Regions from separate parts of the Zea mays genome. Here region 2 is linked to region 1. A link is a contact called in public Hi-C data. All regions are on one chromosome and are shown on one strand. The core of a region is the stretch at or near the end of the contact, and the rest is flanking DNA. Distances in the headings are between cores, read along the strand shown. Region 1 holds the start of LOC100286080. Region 2 holds the start of LOC109946110 (B-box zinc finger protein 32-like).

The links. A called contact is a pair of places that touch in the nucleus more often than the background predicts.
Region 2: a contact with region 1 is called in a Hi-C map of leaf, with 5 times the contacts expected there. The contact joins the promoter of LOC109946110 here to the promoter of LOC100286080 in region 1. A contact is called at or near these places in 2 of 25 Hi-C or Micro-C datasets (leaf and seedling).

What each region holds. Positions count from the first base shown.
Region 1 is chr4:243,826,779-243,830,571 of Zm-B73-REFERENCE-NAM-5.0, forward strand. It overlaps LOC100286080, which reads left to right and starts at 1,657. Exons shown (of 9, transcript NM_001158968.1): 1 at 1,657-1,786; 2 at 1,911-2,018; 3 at 3,677-3,752. The coding sequence starts at 1,939.
Region 2 is chr4:243,981,838-243,985,630 of Zm-B73-REFERENCE-NAM-5.0, forward strand. LOC109946110 (B-box zinc finger protein 32-like) reads left to right here and starts at 1,700. Exons shown (of 1, transcript NM_001320520.2): 1 at 1,700-2,449. The coding sequence starts at 1,814. The coding sequence ends at 2,383.

The DNA of each region.
Region 1 (3,793 bases), core at 407-2,906:
CAATCGATTTTTTGTATTTTAGTCGACTTTTCTAAAAAAACTCATTTAAACATCTGGACGACTTAATTCTGTTTTCTGACCTTTTGCTTGGCACTTATGTGTATTCCTTTCGCACAACCAATTGATATCGATGGTCAAACTTATCAGAACCGTCGATCCACTAGAAAAAACACCTCAAGTGATCCTAAGGAATGGAGCGAAGCATTAGTACATATTTAGTAAACATCAATGACACACAAGTTATAAACCGCGCACGTTAAAACCGCCACAAGTGTAGAAGCAACAAACAGCCGTGTTTGGATGTTTAGATTGACATACCAAAGTTGGACTGCCACAGTCACAATTAGGCACAGGAAGATCATGAGGAATAAGAGCATCCTTACTAGATGCATATGGATATACAGTCACAACTATATAGAAATAGTAATACGCACACAAATCAAAACTAATTAATCGAAACCATGCAACGCAATATATGTAACAAACGAATTAGAGAGATACCATACCTTGGTCTTCAAGATATACAGATCAAATCAATAATTTTCAACTCGAATACAAAGATTGGAGCACATCTCGACGATATGGATGAAGATGGAAACGAGAGAGATAAATGGTTGGGTGTAACTCTTAGCCAGAAAAACACTGATTTTATAGGACTTCCTAGCTCGGCGCCTTGGAGCCGAGCTAGGCAGGGCGACGACACGGTGGCAATGTTCCCCTAATACTCTCCTAATTCTATAGGAGCTATTAGTTTTTAACCAATTCTCATGTAAATGGTGAAAAAAACATTCCAACAACCTCTAATCTAATTTAGCCCCCCTAATCATATTTTGGCTTCACCATTGGAGCTAGATGCCACGTAAGCGCTATGTCAGCCCTCGCTAACCAGCGGATTACGTACCTCGGCGCCACAGACTGTGGCGCTGAGCAGTGTTGTACCCTCGCCAACCTAGGGATTATGTACCTCGTCGCCATAATTTATGACGCCTAGCAAAAGATTAAAAACAGAATTAAGTCATCGTCTAAATATAATTATTTTTCCAGAAAAGGGTTAAAATACAAAAAAAATCAGCCATCCCAACACATAAGTATTGTACCCGTATATATTTGTGTGCATAAGCGTACCATCATTTCGAGAAAAAAAGTTTTATACAACAACCAGCATTTCCCTTTCATAAAGACGTCAGCGTAAGAAAGGGACTCGTAATATTCTTTTTCTTTTTCTTAAACTACCATAGGTGGGGTACCGGGCCTACTCACGTGTTTAATTATTCCCTTGAGCCCGATCCATGTGGTGGTAATCATTATCTCCTCCCGCCCCCCGCCAGAAGATCACGCCGTTCGTGGACCGCCCGCCCCGGCCCCGCTCTCCTGCCCTTGGGATATTTGCGTGCGGCCAGACCACGTCACCCAACCAGATGCCGACGTCACTGTCACTGCGGGCCCCACAATGTGCTGCTTTTCCGCTTTTCGCTTCGCACCGTACCCGCTCGCGCACCGTACCGACGCCCGGTGGGACCGGCACACCAATCCAAGTGCGGGGCCAAAGTCAGTGACCGATTTTGCGACCGACGAGTCGACGGCAGGGTGCGAGTGCGAAGAAGCGTTGGCAGTATACTCCTCCAGGATACAGACATACAGTACAGTAGGTTCATTCCCCCCACCACATCGAACTGTGCGCGCGCTGCGCGGTCGGTCGCTCCCCTCCTCTGTCCGCGATCTCGGCTGGCCGCCTGGGCTTGGCCCTCGCCACCGCTCCCGTCTCCGGTTCCGGCGGCCGAGCCAGGTGAACGATCTCTCCAGTCCGGTCCCCCCCTGGCCCCTACCCCAACCCTACCGGCTGGTTCGTCGCGCGCGCCGAATCGTGGAGAGGCGGGAATCTGACGCGGACCTCATTGGATTCCGTGCAGGTTTGCTCGGGTCTTCGTGCCAGCGACGATGAAGGACAAGCGTGGGCTCGAGGACGCCGGCGACGGGCGCCCTGATGCCAAGAGGCCGCGGCCTCCGGCTCTGGCCAGGTGAGGAGCCCTCCGGATTCCACTTTTGGCCTTTTGGGCGTGTTTAGCTTCGTGATGCGCATGAGTGGGGAGCACTAGCGGGAGCCCTACTGACTTACAGTATTGTACTTGTACACAATCGGAAACTTGGTTCTGGATTACTTTCCCGCTGATCTTTTATGGTAGTGAGCGCCAGTGGAAATGGCCCCGGCCCCCGTGTGTTTTTTCTCGTCTCCCACTTGTCTTGGGTGACCTCAACTCGAGCTGGAATCATCATCTTCAGTGGCTACTGGTCTGTGCTTAGAGCAGCGTTTAGGGTGGTGTTTGGTGCAGGCTGTTGGACGATTGGCTGGAATGAACTGGTTTGCTGGATCGTGGGATTTGGAAGAAATATTGATCTTTGTTGTGTGCGTGGTAGATTTTTTATGCAGTAGCCATAGTCGCAACTCATGGAACCATGTGCCTTTGCATGGAATATTCATAGTGAGTGCTACCTTGTCCAAAATGGAAAGTATTTGTATCGTTACTGTCGACCTAACGGCCTACGTGTTAGTTGGACACGAGTAATAACGTCGGCAAATTCGGTAACGCTCCCTGTTTATTTCAATAGTTTAAGTAACCGCTGTCGAGTGTGCATTACCAGGTAAGCAAAGGAATCAAGCCCAGCATGGTTGGTTAAAGGGTGTAATACTGTAGTTCAGTGATTGCGTGCTCAGCCAACACAAGTTCAAGTTCTATTCAATATGGATTTGGGTGCCTGTTTCTTCTTAATGTAAAGTCACTTGATTTTTCCAAGTTTGGTGTACGTTTCCAGGAAGTATGTAAAAATCTCAAGTGAAATTAGAGCATGGTAGCCTATGCAAACATACAATGTTGGTGAGTATGAGTCTAGATGGATTCAGGGACACATGGATTTCTGTAGTACAGTAAGTAGGAATAGATTTATCTGTGTAATAATCAGTGTTATAGTTCAGTTACATATACAGTATACCTGTATTCTATTTGCAAACGCAAGTTGAAGATTGAACCTTGTGTTAAACTTCTCATGTTTTTTGAGAGTGCTGAACACCATGTTAATAGTTTTAGTGAATACCTTTGCTGTTTCGATTTGAGTTACAGACTCCAGATTGCCACACAATCAGATTAAGAAAATTTAGTTGTTGCACTTTTTCTTCTGACAGCATGAGAACCCGAATTTCATTACTTCACAACAATGAAATTACAGCAAGTTAAAAGATCCAACTCTGCAGCTAGCAACTAAACGAGGAAAACACTAACACACCTAAGCACACAGGGCTTAACACGTGCAGCATGCCCCCAGTCCTGAAACGTTCAAAACACTTTTTAACTAATAACTATTCTAAAATGCCAAAACAGTTCCGACACTAACGAAGCATAAAATGAAAATGCCGCAGGCACGTTACATGTCCCCTCAGAGAAGGACTACAGCTTGCAGGCGTTACTTATCATGCTTGGCCACCCCTTTAAGTAGCCATTGCTTCATGCACGTCCAACCTTCCTTGCATAGTTGTTGCAATTGTATGGATATAGATTTTCTGTTGTTGACAGAACTTGCTCTCTTGCTTGCTTGGCGTTTTATTTTAACTTATTAATAACAGAATAATCGGTGACCTATCACATTCTATTTGTTGTAAACGGTCTGTCTGTCTACCATGCAGTGTTATTGTTGAAGCGTTAAAGGTGGATAGTCTGCAGAGGCTCTGCTCATCATTGGAACCAATTCTTCGTAGAGTAGTAAGAACATCATGTAGAAACTATTCATCAAGCACATATGC
Region 2 (3,793 bases), core at 450-2,949, 160 kb after region 1:
TCTCTATGAATTGTACCTACACCGGTCTGAAAAACTGGTTTTAATTCGAAGCGAACGGCAAGACATGTTGACATCTGTTTGGCCCACAGAAATGGCTAGTTGCCGGTTGGGCACATAGAGTTGCGAACCGCACCTGTTTAGGGCTTGTTCGGTTAGCTCTCAATCCATATGGATTGGGTGGAATTGAGTGAGTTTAAATCCCAAATAGATCAAACTCTTCAGTTTACCAGGCCAAATCTGGTGTGGCTTGCGAGAGAGCTCTACCTCATGTCATGTACCCCTCTGAATCTCGGCCAGGAGAATAGAATTGAAGTTTTGATCCTATCTCGGCATTAGCGGCGACCGTAATTTCGTGGGATTGGGTAGGACAAGCCTGGTACACAGAAGTACAGAACGAGTAAAAAAGCCGAACCTTTTCCGTCCGTTCATTCGCTGAAATATCGTACAGCGAACGGCCGGCGAGGACGACCCGGACGTCTCCGAACCGAGAGTCCGAGACCACAAGGAGGACCGAAGGAACCGAGGAAGGAAGGGGAAGCGTTCAACAACCTTTCTCTCTCTCTCTCTCTCTCTCTTGAGGGAAATGACTGTAGGGCCTTTGCCTTACAGTTTTTTTACTGATCAGTATAGGATTTTATGAAAACTAGTTTTTACAGGGAGTGTGATTTTGCACTTTACAATTGTTGCACCCATTGCTTCATCTGTTCTGCTACCACAATCTTGAGTCTATAGCAGGTAAGAATTGTTTCCTGTATAAATAAACATTTCCTCGCAAGCATCCACTGTGGGCGGCCGGTTTTCGAAGATCCAATTGTTTCGGTTTTCGAAGATCCAATTGTTTCGACATTTCCAAATACACGTTATGATAGCTTCCATTCTCCAAGGTTTGACAAGTTGCAAACGCGTCCGGCGTATTGTTTGAGGGGTTTCCGGTGTGTGGCACTGTGTGATTCCATGTAGCAGCCAGCCACGCCGGACATATCTGCGTTTCAGGAACAAGTGGGACGTGGTTTCCTCCTCCTGTATTATACTCCATCCGTTTCTTTTTATTAGTCGCTAGATAGTGCAATTTTATACTATCTAGCGACTAATAAAAAGAAACGGAGGGAGTACAATTTTTCACAGCTATACGTGTCAAGCTCCATGTTCCTTGTTCTGAGAAGTCATCTGGTATTCAGTCTGTCCTTTATGATTCAACAACCTCTCTCTCGTCTCGCTTTAGCAGGTGGCTGGACTACACTACGTTACCAGCACGCCCAAAATCAGCCGCACCTGGCGCGTGCCCGCAGCCGCGGCACGTTGTTTTTTTCCCAGTCCCTCTCCAGCCTCCAGTCCTCCTCCACCACGCCAACGAATCAACGATGCGAATTGCGAAGCGAGAGAGTCGGACGGAAAAGTCCAACCGGGGACCCCACCCCTTTTTGCTAGCAGCAGTACACGTGTGGTGGCTGGCCGGCGAGTGAGCGCGAGCGCGAGCGCGACCAGCCCACGGTCAGTAGCCATCGGCCACTACCAGCCGGTGGGCTGGGCTGGGCGGGGCGGGGCCCCTTTAAATGCCGACCACACGCGCAGCCCCCCGAGAGCCTCCAAACCCCCGGCCCCCGCTGCTTGCTTCCCGGCCGAAGCTTCCGCCCGCGCGCGGAGACTCGTATATAAAGGCGGCGGCGTGTCGTCCGGTGCTCCTGTGAGACCTGGTCACCTGGAGGGTGCAAGGGAGGGAGGCGGTCGAATCCGTCATCCGCTGAGCACAGTGGCGGACCCAGCTGCTACGCTCCCGAGTCCGAGGGGAAGGCAGAGGAGACAAGCAGGCAGGATGGGTGCCGCTGGTGACGCCGCGGCAGCGGGCACGCGGACGCGGTGCGAGCTCTGCGGGAGCGCGGCGGCCGTGCACTGCGCCGCGGACTCGGCGTTCCTCTGCCCGCGCTGCGACGCCAAGGTGCACGGCGCCAACTTCCTGGCGTCCAGGCACGTGAGGCGCCGCCTGCCGCGCGGGGGCGCCGAGTCCGGGGCGTCCTCGTCCAGCGGCTCCTGCCTGTCCACGGCCGACTCCGCGCAGTCGAGGGCGGCGCCGCCGCCGCCAGGGAGAGGGAGGAGGGCGGAGGACGTGCTGGAGGGGGGGTGGGCCAGGAGGAAGAGGGTCGCGGCGGGGCCCGCGTGCCGTCGTCGCGTCCCGCTCCGCGTCGCGATGGCCGCCGCGCGCTGGTCGGAGGTCCGCGCCGGCGGTGGAGCGGAGGCTGCGGTGCTCGCAGTTGCGGCGTGGTGGATGACGCGCGCGGCGAGAGCGAGACCCCCGGCGGCGGGCGCTCCGGACCTGGAGGAGGGATGGGCCGAGTGCTCTCCTGAATTCGTGGTCCGGCAGGGCCCACATCCGTCTGCAATGTAGCAACAGCATGTGGGCGACGTTAGTTTGTCCTTTTCCTCCCTAATTATTTTAGTAATTAACGAGATCGATCGTGTGGTGTCGTTGGCTTGGCTTCCTCTCGTCGTCCGATTAACAAAAGCCGGTTCCATTGGCTGGATATCTTCTCTGCTGATCTGATTGTGTGTGCCAAATGCGTACTGTACGCATCAGCGTTGTTGATCGGGGACTAGACCCACCCACATGATGAGGACGGCATAAAAGGGCCGCAGCCGTCTGTCATCCTCATCCAGGAGTTCTTCTCCTCCTGGCCGCTCGTTAACCTTCGAATTTGATACCTATTTTTAATAGGACACGGTTCAACCGGTGGTATGGTACACGGCCTCGTGGAATCGTGCGAAACCAAACGTTCGTGCGTGCGTGCGCGAGCCATCATACGCTCGGACGCGTCGCGCACCGGTGGTAGATGGACACCCCCAGCCCGCAGATCACCCGCGGCTGCCGGCCCGGGATCCACACGATCCGATACGGCGAAGGGCGAACGCGTCGACGACTCGCCATCGCGCGTGCGTCGCGGCACCAGGCCAGACCGACCGAGTGCCGTGCGTGAGCGGCCAGCGTAGTAGCGCGGCGGGACTCGTTTCGGTGGCTAGATCGCTGTCTCTGTCTAGTCCGGACGCGCGGCGCGGGGAGATCCCCTCCCCGCCGGACACTCCTCCAACCTCCAGACATGCCAATTGCCAAGGACGCCGCCCCTACAGAGCTGCAGCCCCCAGATCATCTAAGTTCGTTTATTTGGCCCGTTTTGCGTGCATCATCAGCCCACGTAGCATATCCGGCCTAATTTCTCTCTCTCTCTCTATATATATTTTCCCTAAAGTTTCTTGCAGGAAGAAATTTTAATTAAAACTGTAAATATATACTCGTGTCATCAATTAGGTCGGCCGCCAATTAGAATTGCGGTAAAAAGTACTCCCTCCTCCGCCAAAAAAAAAGTGTTACTACCGTAACTGTGGTCAAAAAATTTTATAGACAATATCAGTAATATTCAAATAGGGCGTAAACCCCGTTTATATCTCTGTTGTGAAGCGAAATGGTAGTTTTGCTCAAGGTGTTTAAGCTCTGTAATTTCAGCCCTGCGATTTAAAACGAACATGTAGCAATAGGTTCTAATAAATGTCTGTACATCGAGATATCCATATTATGAACATTGTGTGACATGCTAGCAATGTTAACGTCTCAAGCAACGAACATGTAGCTAGTTTCGCTAACATATATAAATGAAAGACAAGATATTTGGACAAAGCCATGTTGGTCTACTAGCTACCAGGTCATGAAAACAAGTCAGCATCCTACTAGTTCATCTTTCCCAGCACATGAAGACAAGGCAAATTTTTTTGGATAAGAATGAGAGAGTGTTGGAGCAACAAAAAT